Linked DNA regions of Triticum aestivum: region 2 is linked to region 1. A link is a contact called in public Hi-C data. All regions are on one chromosome and are shown on one strand. The core of a region is the stretch at or near the end of the contact, and the rest is flanking DNA. Distances in the headings are between cores, read along the strand shown. Region 1 holds the start of LOC123132281 (VIN3-like protein 2). Region 2 has its middle 35 kb from the start of LOC123132281.

Evidence for each region. Hi-C and Micro-C count contacts between places; a contact is called where the count stands out from the background.
Region 2: a contact with region 1 is called in a Hi-C map of leaf, with 4 times the contacts expected there. The contact joins the enhancer-like site here to the promoter of LOC123132281 in region 1. A contact is called at or near these places in 3 of 5 Hi-C or Micro-C datasets (leaf and an unstated tissue).

The regions. Positions count from the first base shown.
Region 1 is chr6A:99,879,285-99,885,247 of IWGSC CS RefSeq v2.1, forward strand. It overlaps LOC123132281 (VIN3-like protein 2), which reads right to left and starts at 3,327. Exons shown (of 4, transcript XM_044552068.1): 1 at 3,115-3,327; 2 at 781-1,465; 3 at 1-279. The coding sequence starts at 3,133.
Region 2 is chr6A:99,914,736-99,921,257 of IWGSC CS RefSeq v2.1, forward strand. No RefSeq gene overlaps it. Among protein-coding and RNA genes, the nearest start is that of LOC123132281, 35 kb to the left of the region's middle. Within about 2 kb of position 4,021, at least 2 of the 8 cell types and tissues checked have an H3K27ac peak or open chromatin away from gene starts, as enhancers often do. A contact at or near this core is called in leaf, where this site is marked.

The DNA.
Region 1 (5,963 bases), core at 2,077-4,576:
ACAGGGAACTTAGACTGCATGACATCTAGTGCCTCAGCACAAAGTTTCTGAACTTCAGCACCACAAGTAAGACGACTGACAATTCCACGACCCATACTTCCATGCCCGGCTACAGATCCAACCTCAGCCTCAAGTTTCTGCTTTGCTATGTCAACAAATTTATGCAAGACCGAGTACTTCTCGGTGGAGAAGAGGACCTTATGACCCAGAAAAATCCGGTAACACAATATATCCAGCCGCCGAGCCTCTTTAGCTAACATTAGTTGTTTCTTCCAGGACCTGAACAAGGACATTAAACAGTCATATTATTGCTCAACGAGATAATTTACTAAAAGGACGGACTAGTTATGATTCAAACGTTCAAATAACAGGAAACAGAGCAATGGGCAGTGTAAAATGGATCAGAAATCTTAAGAGTTGCTAATGTAAGGAAAATGGACTGGTAAATTTGATGAATACAAATATATGATAAAAGTACATTGTACTGGGTTGTTTAAGAAGTCACTTACTTCATCAAGCTCTTTTATTATAACTACTTTAGAAGATACTACTAAGGTAATGATTTAACAGGATTCTTGTTAACAGACGTGCAGCAGATGCAAAATCCATTTATCTTAACTGTAAGTCAGCGAAAGCAATGCCGTAATAAACAACTAAGGCAATGAAGCAGTAAGCCTGGAATCCCAGGAAAACAAGCAAAGTAACAATCTAGGTTACTTTTCTTTTTCAATTTAGAACAGAAAACCTGCATGAATAAAAACAATGCCCCAGAATACATACCTGAGCAAATCATGCTGCTTCCGACAGTTAGGGCAGTAATAAGCACCATCAAGTTTCTTGCACTGCCCACTCGGCAGAATGCCAGTTCTTCCATCCTTGAGAGCACACTCAAGATGGCATGATAGCCCGCAAGAATCCTTTTGCATGGGATGATCTGAACTACAGGACAACCATATGGTAGGGTCCTTGTTGTCATCATACTTGAAGCATATGCAGCATGAACAGCGTCTGCAAAATTTATCTTCCATGCTAAGAATCGCTCTGCATGCTATATTCCGGCAGGACCGCACATTATTAATTTGCACGGGTACAACTGCGGTTTGCGGATTGTTGACAGCAATCGGCAGTCGTGATGGATTGTCACTCTTCCTTTGACGTTTCGCAGGGTACTGATGGTTACTTGCGTTGGGATCGAGAGTTGGCTCCTTTTCTTGCACATGCACCACAGGGCCAGATGATTTGCCAGTCACCACCCTGAAGAGATAATCCAGCATTCTCTGCTTAGATAATCCAGTATATTTCCTTTCCCTTCCAAGATCAGCACAAAGAATCTCTACAATATCACGCCGACTCCATGACTGTAGTTTGTCAGGAGCAGTTTGTGGCCTCTTCGATAATTCACGAACAAGATCCTTCTTTTCATCCACACTCATCAATCGGCATTTAGCAGGTTCAATAATAGCTCCTGGAGGAAAGGAAACACAACCATATTAGTATATCACAATCCAGTTAATAAACACTGCAATCAATCTTGTGCACCAGTAGATTTTGAGATGCATAACCAGATATGCTTGCGCATCCAGAAGGTAGAGAAGAATATACCAAACAAACTTTGTAAGCACGCATATTGACAATAATGTATCAGCAATGTACAACTTGAGAACCGAAAATTTCAACTTCATTACAACCCAATATCCCACAGATATGTCAAGAAATAGCATGACAAATGAGAGACGGTAATTTAGATTGCCAGTTGCTACTAACAAGCATAACACATGCAAGAAAAACTCAATTTAAGGCCTCGGAATCTTTACATATGCATTATACCACAGTTAAGTTGGTTTGTACACGACATAACAAGCGCAGTCATGCACAACACTACCGAACCAAAAGCTGCTGGCACTGACTACAAGGCTACACTACATACCCTAAAATATACTCCCTCCGTTCTAAATTACTTGTCTTGGATTTGTCTAGATACGGATGTATGTAGACTCATTTTAGTGCTAGATACATCCGTATCTAGACAAATCTAAGACAACTAATTCGGAACGGAGGGAGTAGTAACTTTCAGGAAGATCTTCCAGTGCTATACTACGTACTCTAAAAACATAGTAACTTTCAGGAAGATCTTGCAATGCTATACAAACTCGAAATGCACCAGACAAAGTTCAACTCTTTTGAGGCCCTTCTGCAACTTTGGGTTAAGACTGGCAATGCCATTCTCTCTACAAAGGTTCAGAACTTGGCACCAGACACAGGCACATTAAGAGGAGACATGTGCATTGTACATACACCACCCAACAAAAATAGCATGAAACCACGAACCAGGGTTGGCACAAGGAAACCATCTACTTGCGCCCATAGACAGCAGCTTGACATGGAACGCGAGAGACTGACACGACTCCTGGATCCTAGTAACAGATTTAATCGTGCTAACCCCTGCCGTCCTTACAAAATCCGCAAAACAGATAAAACCATCCACATGCATGCGAACATAAGCCCCGCTCAACACAGCCGGCGTCCAATGGACGCCCCAGGAACCGAATCGCCGGCCAAAAGACCGAGGCTTTCCCCTCGAAACCAGACATCGACACGTAAATCCCTCGGGAAAACGACGTAAAGCCAAGGAGCCACTGTTCCCGGCGGACTCCCGCGGACGCAAGGAGCGCAATGCGCGCAGCCGTCGCCGCATGCAACGCCGAATCTGGCGCCACCGGCGGTAAAAAATCTCCCGCGACCCCATGCCCTGCCCCGCCGTACCGCCCACCAACCACCACCGGTACAGCCACGCACGCATCAACGACTAGTACTACCACCGGCTACCGATCGAATTCACCGCGCTGCACCGCCGCTAACCGACGGGACGCGTCGCCCGGACGAATCCTCCGGCGAAGACGGCCAAATCTCGGGCGCAGACCCCGCGCCTGCCGCCGGGAAACGCGCGGGCCGGCCAGGAGGACCCCGTCCCCGCCGGCCGGGCGGCAGATTCGGCGCGCGGACGGACAGATCGAGCGGCGCGGCATTAGGCCGGCCGGCCGGCGCCGCGCATCGACGGGCCCGCGGCCAGATGGCAGAGACGGACAGGGAGAGGGAGACGGCGGCGGCGCTGACCTGCGTAGGGAGGATCCATGGCCGGAGAGAGGGAGGGAGAGGGGGATCTCTCGCTCCTCCTCCTCCGCCTCTTGGCTTCACGTGGACTCAGCCCTCCTCTCCTCTCTCCTCCTCTGCTGCTACCCTCCCCCTCTCTCTCTCTCTCCTCCTCTGCGTCTCGCTCTTTCTCTCTCTACCCCCGCCCCGTATGTAGTACGAGCACGCGAGGTTAGCTCCCAGCCGCACGGATACCAAAGCCTGCGGGCGCCGCTTTTGCGTCCCACCCCCCGCCTTCCCGCGTATTCGCCGGCGGCTCCCTCCCGGCTTTCCGTATCCGGGACGGCAGGCCCGTGTGATCGCGCGGGGGTCAACACGGAGCAGTTAAGCGTTAGCTGGTTTTGGGTAGGCAGGGTTAAACAACCGCGGCTTGTGTGTTTTCACACTTTGGACGTAGACATGGAAAATAGGGCAATCTATGGCTATTCTCACACCAAATAATAAGATTGTGTAACCTTCCTTCCACATGCACAAAAGGCATGAGAGATTGTGCATAGTCATTGTGTGTTACTCATCTAACCTCGGTGTGTGTCTATACTATGATATGTCAGTTGAATGAAAAAAAAATGATGCATGAATTATTGATTGTATCAACATATATATGCCAATGATAGTTGCATTGCATACATATACAAAATACATAGAGAGAAAACAAATATAATGTACGAGTTCATATGTTTGAAAGAGAAGGATTTATATATTTTTTTCACATCGCACTATCGTCATCGTTAGTTTCGGATAAACGACTTCGTTATCCTATAGGTTGTTTGGCACCGATGACTTCCTGACCGTGTCAGTGTACAAGATTCGCTCGAATCTCGCGATCGGAAGGTTGCCAGAGTGGTTACGGCGGCGCGTCATCGGCCCAACGAGAAGGATTGGGGTGCGAGACTCCCTAGGGACCTGTTATAATATCCTTATTTTTCAGGGTTGGCTTGTACTGCTGATCCGCGGCTAATAGATCTGAGTATATTTGGATAATTGCATCCAGTTGTATTGCATTAATACTCTTCCGCCTTTCCAGCTAAGATACAGCGAATATGCCGTGTGCGGTGTCGTCGACGTGGTCCGTCTGTCGACACGTCGTCTCGACCAATAAGGTGATGACACATGTTATCCGGCCGCGTGCAGCCAATGGCATAGTTGTGCCCTCGCCAGCTGGCCCTAGGAACCTTTTTTACCCTTACCTACATAGATCAAGTATTGGGCAAGGGGTTAAGCCCAGCACAGCCCAATCACAAGATGGCCCAATTCCTTCCAAGCGTTTGGAACTCCCGACCTAGATTGGCGCGACCTTCATACAAACCAGAGTGCATTCATTAAAAAAAGGGGTCGGGCCTAAACCTAGCGTTCGACGGTGCCCGTCTCCAAGTCCTTGTTGTTCCCTTCCGGCAACCGCGACCGACATTTGCCGTCTCCATGAGCGGCGGGGATAAGACCCGCGAAGTGAAGGTGCGGTCACCGGTGAGGAAGAGCAGAACATGAGAGACGAACCGACCCACTTGGGACTCGAGGCCCACCACCTCCCATGCCTTACTCATCTTTGTTAGAGACCACGACCTATCCGTCACCGGTGGACGTTAGATCGATGATGGACGTGGACATGTCGCCATTGTCCTCTTGCCACATGCGCGCCGAAAGATCGGTGGCGGTGTGTAGGACACACAGCTAGTGGCGTTCCTCATCCTTGATCGCCTGTGCCGCCAGCGTCGCCTTCGCATCCCGCTACACCGGCTCTATGTTGCAAGAGGTTGCTTGAGCACGCACGACCTCGTAGAGCGCCCGTTTCTCGGCCACGAAATTGGGGTTCACCACGGCCATGGCTGCCACGGCCTCCTTACTCGCACGCTCACCGTAGATTTGGCCCTACGCCAGCCGGTGCAGCTCGAGGAGTAACAAGTTTTATTGTTGTTCCTCTTGTGCCTGCCGGAATGCCGACATGGGCGTCGGCGTAGGCTCCTTCTCCTCCATGGGCGGTGAATTGCGCCTGCTCCATGGTCAAGCCAGCATGCACCGACGCGGGCTCCGGCGTTGAGTCATTGTCGGAGCCCGTTTTCATCATGGGGTCGTCGTTGGAGGCCTCATGGGAGCTGGCCGGCATGCTGGCCTCAATCCGCATGGCATGATGGCTCTGCCAGGCGGCCGCAAGCGCAGCCACCTCATGCTTCTGCTAGGTCGAGATGCTCTCCCACAAAGTGGTCCCACTCACGATCATGGCGGATGTGTTGTACTGGAGGAAGATGTGGAACAGATGTGTTGTCATGTGTCGTGAGCTTTGTGTGGCCGCCTTTAAATAGCAAATTCCGGTGAGACCAAGCGTCCGGGTGCGTCAATGCGCGGGCGCTGGAGTTGGTTCCTTAGCCAGCGAGCCTGTTTAATGGCAGGAGACGGGCGGGCGTGGTAGATATCCCTCCCATCCCCTCCAATAAACGTCTCTCTAGCATTGAAAATGCGCGGACACCAGGGACTCAGCATGGGCGGTGCTCTCGACGGGCAAGCCACTTCAATGTTGGAGCTAGTGAGAGGTCATGTCCGTTCTAGCCCGGTGTCAATTCAGAGCGGCATGAATGTGGGTAGCTGGCTTCGGGCAGGAAAGCATGCGGGCGAGGGGGTGGGTGGGTGGGCCACGGTTATCGAACGCGGGCGTGGCAGCGGTACATACGCACGCAAAGCCCCTCATCCCTTCCAATTTGTTTTTGGTCTGCGGGAAAAAGTGCGCCCGGAGTGATACAAGACCGCGTTGGATGGCAAAACACGCCCAGACCACGTGGTCCATATGGTTGCGGGCGATTTGAGGGTCGGTGTCGTTAGAG
Region 2 (6,522 bases), core at 2,771-5,270, 36 kb after region 1:
TCACAGTTGGACGTGGCATGCAAATAGTCACACGAAATATCAATATATTTATTGTCACATGAGATAATACTAATTCATGGTTTTGGTTAGGGCAAGGCTTAAAAACCATGCCACTCCGTGTGGTGACATGCAAACAACATATGGATCCATTTTATTGTCACACGAAACTAGAAAATTGTGTAACCTTCCACCTGCCCAATGGGTACAAGATTCTATATCGTCACCGTGTGTTACTCATCTAACTGTCGATGAGTGTCTATGATAGATCAACTAAATAGAAATAGGTTGATGTGTGATTTTTTTATTGTATCGGCATATATGTCGGTGATAGTCATATGCGAAGTGCATGTATACATAAACATAATACTTATCTTTCTCAGTACAATGGCAATACATGTATAAACAAAATCATCTAGTTATACCATACTAATGATTGGTCTTCTAATTTTTCAACTAAGAAACAATGTGAAATTCACTGTGTGTGACGTTATCGATGGTATCCATCTACCAACATGACGTCTCGACAAATATGGTGATGCCAATGGCTATCTAGTGCAAGCGGCGTACTCAACCTCGTGCCGTTGTCAATACGTAGAAAGCCTCGGCACGTTTCGTTCCACCGATTAGCTCATCTACGACAGTTTATACCTGTTCTTTTTTCTTTCCCTTTAAGACTCATACTATCCTCCCCGCAAAAAAAAAGACTCATACTATCCAAAAAATTATCGTGCGATTGTGACAGCACGTGTCTATTGTCAATTCGTCATCATGACATTTAGCTACTCCATATATAATCGCAGGCACGAAACACAATATGAGATAGCCGGAGGGTGTGTGCCCTAAAAGGCCACACTAATCAGCCTCCTCCATCATTGCGAAGCATAATCAAGTACTAATCTCACGGTGAACCAATGTTAAGAGCTATATATAGATGGGGACATGGCAATTGTCATGCATGGGGCCTCGTGGGAGGGAGCGCCGGTTAATCAAACCGATCAAGGGATTCGGCAGGATCGGACGGCCGCGGTGGGTGCGGGGCTCCCGCGCTAGCTGTTGTGCTGGCATCGTCGTCTTCCGACCTGTCGATGGATTGTGGATCGGACGTTGAAGATAATAACGACGTAGTGGTAGTAGTAGCGTCCGGTGAAATGCAACTTGTGCTACTGATGGTGCTCCGAGCTGAGTATATATATCTTTCATTTGTGGTTTGTCTTTCCTTTTCCATGGCTGCTGAAAATACTTTGCTGTGGACAGCGACGTGGAACATTGCTACTGTACGTACGTACTCCTACAAAGTCTAGCCTCACAAAAGATTAGGAGCAATATTACAAAGCAAGTGGTGGATGGATATCCACCGCGCTAGTGATCAAAGGTTAGGACCGCTAGTGCGTGGTCGATATTTTAGTAGCAAGTGGTGGGAGTATAAGAGGTAAATACATGACTGGTGCTTGAACTTGCCACGAATATGCATTTTGGTGTCTGAACTTGCAAAATACATTGAACTGGTTCCGTAACTTGACATGGACGTGCATATATGGTTTAAATCTTGTTTTTGTATGTCCATGACGCCGACGAGGCACTCCAGGATGTAAGGGACAAGGTGTGTGGCCTGTTTTTTTGTGCAGAAAACCCTCTAGAATAAAAAATCTTACAAAAAGGCCCTCAGAGAGAAACTGATAAATTGCAAAAAAAATCTATTAATCTATTAATAAATGAACTGGTCCAGGGTTTGAAACCAGCACGTGCCTAGCCAATCTACCCGTTCAAATTTAGTGTCAGGAAAGGAATCATACACTTTATAAACATAAAGCTGAACAACGTAAATTAAAAAAATTATTCCAGCAATATAGTGCCACTGCTTTGAACCTGCAACCAGGGGCTATATAGTGGCCGCACGTACTACTATAACCGACGATGTTGAATGGTAAAATGATTAATTTAGGTTTATAACATAATGAGCCCGTGTGGCTAGAATGGACCACAGTGTGGATCAAGTTTCAACGGGCTTGTTCTTTTTCATTTCATTTTTTCAGAAATAAGTTAATTATTATCACGTACAAACAATATACGTATATGTAAAACAAATTATGTTAAAACGTTCATATAATTTCATAGAATACCTACACAGTAATTTAATAGAAATACACATAATAAAATTATGAATTAGAATAAAATTTATAATTTTAATTTTTTTTGTAATTTTAGAAACATTCATATATTAAAAAAATCATATACTTTTAATTTTTCACCTTTTTAATAAACTATTTATGTAGTATATCGTTGTGTTCATCCTTTAACAAAGAAATGTGTTGTTTTAAAAAGTTTATATAGTATATAAGTTTGTGTGTGTTTCTAAAAAAACAAGCCTAGTGTGCCATCAGACTGTGGATCCCTACATGAATAATACCTGAATCATATAAACATTTTAGTCATTCATAAATATTTTCAATTTAATGAATATGTTTTAAAATAACACGTGAATTATTTTTCAAATGGCACGAAGATTTTTGCATTATTTTGAAATTATGTTTGTTATACAGTCATAAAGAGTACTTGTACTTTTGATATATGATAACTCATTGGTTGGAGTGGCATCCGTGCTTGGCCTACAAGCTTTGTTCTGATGTTCAAGTCACAGATTTGGTGTTGTTTTTGCTGGATTATTAAATTCTATTTATTTTGTTTGGCCAAATATTTATAATGGTTACGAATCATTAAATATTAGCAAATGTGAAGTCGTCAAGTGGCTAGCCGCGTGCACTTGACTGGTGCGTCGTTGGTTCAATCCAGCACACCAGTTTTAATTTTTATCTTATAGTTACACTCTCAATTTTTATTTTATAATTTGTCAGTTTCGTCGTGAGGACCTTTTTGGTAAGAAAATAATTCTAGGGGTTTTCCCACAAAAAACAGGCCACACACCCTTGTTAATGACAGTGGGCCCCGTGGCATGCTGGTGTGCCTTCTCAGCTTCGCGGACGTATACAAACGTTATTTGAACCGTATATGCATGTCCATGCCAAGTTATTAAACCAGTTTAATGTATTTTGCAAGTTCAGGCATTAAAATGTACATCCATGATAAGTTCAAGCACCACTGATGTGTTTACCTCGGAGTATAAAAAGAACTCACGGAAATATGTAAAGCAGGAGACTTACTTTAAAAAAATATTAGTGGTACGATCTCACATACACATCTCAGTTGCAGGGTGTAACTTGTACGTGCGCACATGTAGGTGTCTATAGAGCAATATTACAATGTGGCTACCTAGCTGATGCGCACAGTATTTGCCCAGTCTAGATAAAAACAGGCAACAGCGGTGGTACTACGTAGTACTGATTAAGTGGGCCCCGTGATGTATTTTCGTCTACCGGCTAGTACGTCCGTCCGTCCAATGATCCGCCAATTGATGTATTTTTTAGCTGATGATTTTTTCCCCATGAAAGTGCAGGTATTTCTCCAGCATGCATATGCCGGTATAGGCCTACGAGTACTCCATCGACAACCGGCTGGCTACGAGTACGTGACGGAGGGGAGAGGCGTCACCCTCAGCACGTACGATTTTCTTGGGACGCGTCACGTACGATTAATGCACGTCGAGTCGTCGTAAACAGACAATAAAACTGAAAAAGAAATCGGTTGGGCGGCAGATCCTGCATCTACGCCATGCCATGTGTTCAGTTTTTTTTTTGAGGTAAACCATTAAAAATGTGTGGCAAGTCACAATCAAGTGACTCAATATATAAGAAGAAAAAAACTAAAAAGATTTTTCTGGTACGAATCTTCATACAAAATCAAAGGAATAAAACATCGATCGAGACGTAACGATAACTCAGTCGACTGAGATTTAACAAAGCTGAAAATGAAAACATAGCACTCAAGTAAAGTGTGGGTCGAGATAAAGCGCGCGCGACTGCAAAAGAAAAGAAAACACGGAGCGTGCGCGGTAGTATACGAGTCGCAACTCGCAAAGCATGCAGGCACCGGAGACCAGTAGTAGTACGTGACAGGGAGGGCGACGGGTGCACGGCATGGGCATCAACGGGTGGGTCCCGCACCCTTTTCCCCAGCCAATCGTCTTTCCTTGTTGGGATTTTTTTTCTCTGTTTTTTAACATTAGTACAGACACAAAGCGCTTATATACATGCGCATACACTCATTCCTATAAACATACACACGCATACCTTATTTTTATGAGTACCTTCGAAAGACTGAGCCAACATATCATCTTGAGATTTACGAAGTCACCGTAGGCGCCTCGTCGTCGACGGAAACGTTTCCTCCCACTGAATACGCATCATCGAAAATCGTAAAATAAATATAAGAATAAATATGGGCACTAAAATTTAAACCCTGATGGATCGAAGATACCACAGTCCTGGTGGGCTGGTGGGAATTGGGATAGGGGATATAATAAAGATACGATACGATACGTAGCAGGGAGAGCAGAAATAGTCATTGTCGTCTTTCCCGGGACCGGCCGGTCCGATTCGATCCGGCGCTAGCTCCGCCGGAAAAGGGAGCCATCGACCGTCTCTCACTTCTCCTCGCCTAGCCAGCGGCATCTACCCGGCGCGGCGCGACTAGGTCAAGTGGCGCGCGCGACTTGCATGCGTCCCATGCATGCCCCGATGCGATGCGGCCTTTCCCGCCGGACGCGCGTGTCGATCGGTTGGAGGCGCAGCGGGCCAGGCAACGCAGGCCACCCCTACCTCCCGCCTATATTTTCGAGCACTTCCCACATCCGAGCCAACTAAGCAGGAGTATATGTATTGTGTTTATTGCCACACAATATAATGAGATAGTGTAAGCTCGGCACATTTCTATATATACTAACATATCGTGATCTTGGCATGATCCATACACACGGATGATCGAAACAAAGAGTATCTGCTGACCAATCCGTGGTTGGATGGTTAGAGGGACGGTGATATCCACAACCCATCAGGATTCAAGTTCTGATGCTCGCATTATTTCTGAATTTATTTCAGGATTTCCGGCGATGCGCTTTCAGTGGAAGGAGACGTTCCCGTCGACGACGAGGCCCCTACGGTGACTTCGTAAATTTCACGATGACATGCCGGCTCAGTCTCTCGAAGGTGCTCATAGAGGTAGGGTGTGCGCGTGTGTGTTCATAGGGGTGAGTGTATGCGCATATGTTGAGCGCTTGCGTTTGTACCGATGTTCAAAAAAAACAAAGAATACCTTTTTTTCTTCTAAAAGGGTCAGATTTATTTTAAAAGATTCACTGGAAGTACAAAACATCTCAAATATAATAAAACGTTGCATCAAGATTTTCAGACCACCAAACAACCAATACTGTCGTCAGACGAGCCGCCGCCACTCCCCTACCGGAGCTGCACCTTGCCGATGACAACCGATAAATCTTTATGCACGTGCCTCTAAAGACCAACGCCCTGGATCCGCAATCGCCGTCCTTGAACCCTTGCATAGATCTGAAACATCTGACACCAAATGTTGTCACATGACCAGAAATCTTAACCTCATCGCCCCAAGGACACGACATGAATCTACGCCGGAGTTCCGCCGACAAGGTCCTAACCAACGAACTCAAGTAAGATTGAGACGTCGCCTCCACTCTGGGCCGGCTTCAATGTGGAGCGGCCGCTCCACATAGTCGAGAATGCGGGCAGCTGGCGCCGGGCGGGAATGCGCGCGAGCAAGGGAGGAGGTGGTTTGGGTGGTTCGGGGTAGTCAGAAGCGGTCGAGGGTGTTGTCCGGACGGCCGCACCCCCCATGTTTGTTAGTGATGGTGCACTTGCTGCTAATGTTAGCTGTATTCAGTCTCTAAGTGGTCTACTTGTTGCTGCATCATAACCGACTGACTCATGTGTTGGTTTTGTCTCCGGTTTGTGGGAAAACATGCGTTCAGACCACCCTACGGACCAATACTGGACCGCGTCGAATGGCACAACACGTCCGGACCATGCGGTCCGGACAATTGTGGATGGTTTGATGATCGGCGTTGGAGATGCCCTAAGAAACAATGTAAAATTCAGTGCATGTGACGTTATCAACGTTATCCATCTATCAACATGACATCTCGACAAATATAGTGATGCCAATGCCTATCTAGTGCAAGCGGCATACTCAACCTCGTGTGGTTATCAATACGTAGAGAGCCTCGACATGCTTAGTACCATCAATTATGATTAACTCAACTAACCACAATTTATGTGTGATTTTGCTTTCCCTTGAAGACTCATAGTACCTTAAAATTATAATGTCTAATTTAGCGAGATGGCATCTAAAGAACATGGTGGTTGGCATCTTAGGATGTTGCACACGCATCACATAGGCCAATAGACGAGTCGTTTCGTTTAGCTATATTAACCGAGGTGGGTAGCCTATTTCGAAACATTTGCCACACAAACACCTTCGCTTTGAGAGGGATTCGAGCTTTCCATAGCCCAGTACCTATGTCCAAAGTAGACAAACCCATCTATTTATACCACACCAATGATTGGCCTTTTGCTTTTCCAGCCAAGAAACCAAGTGAAA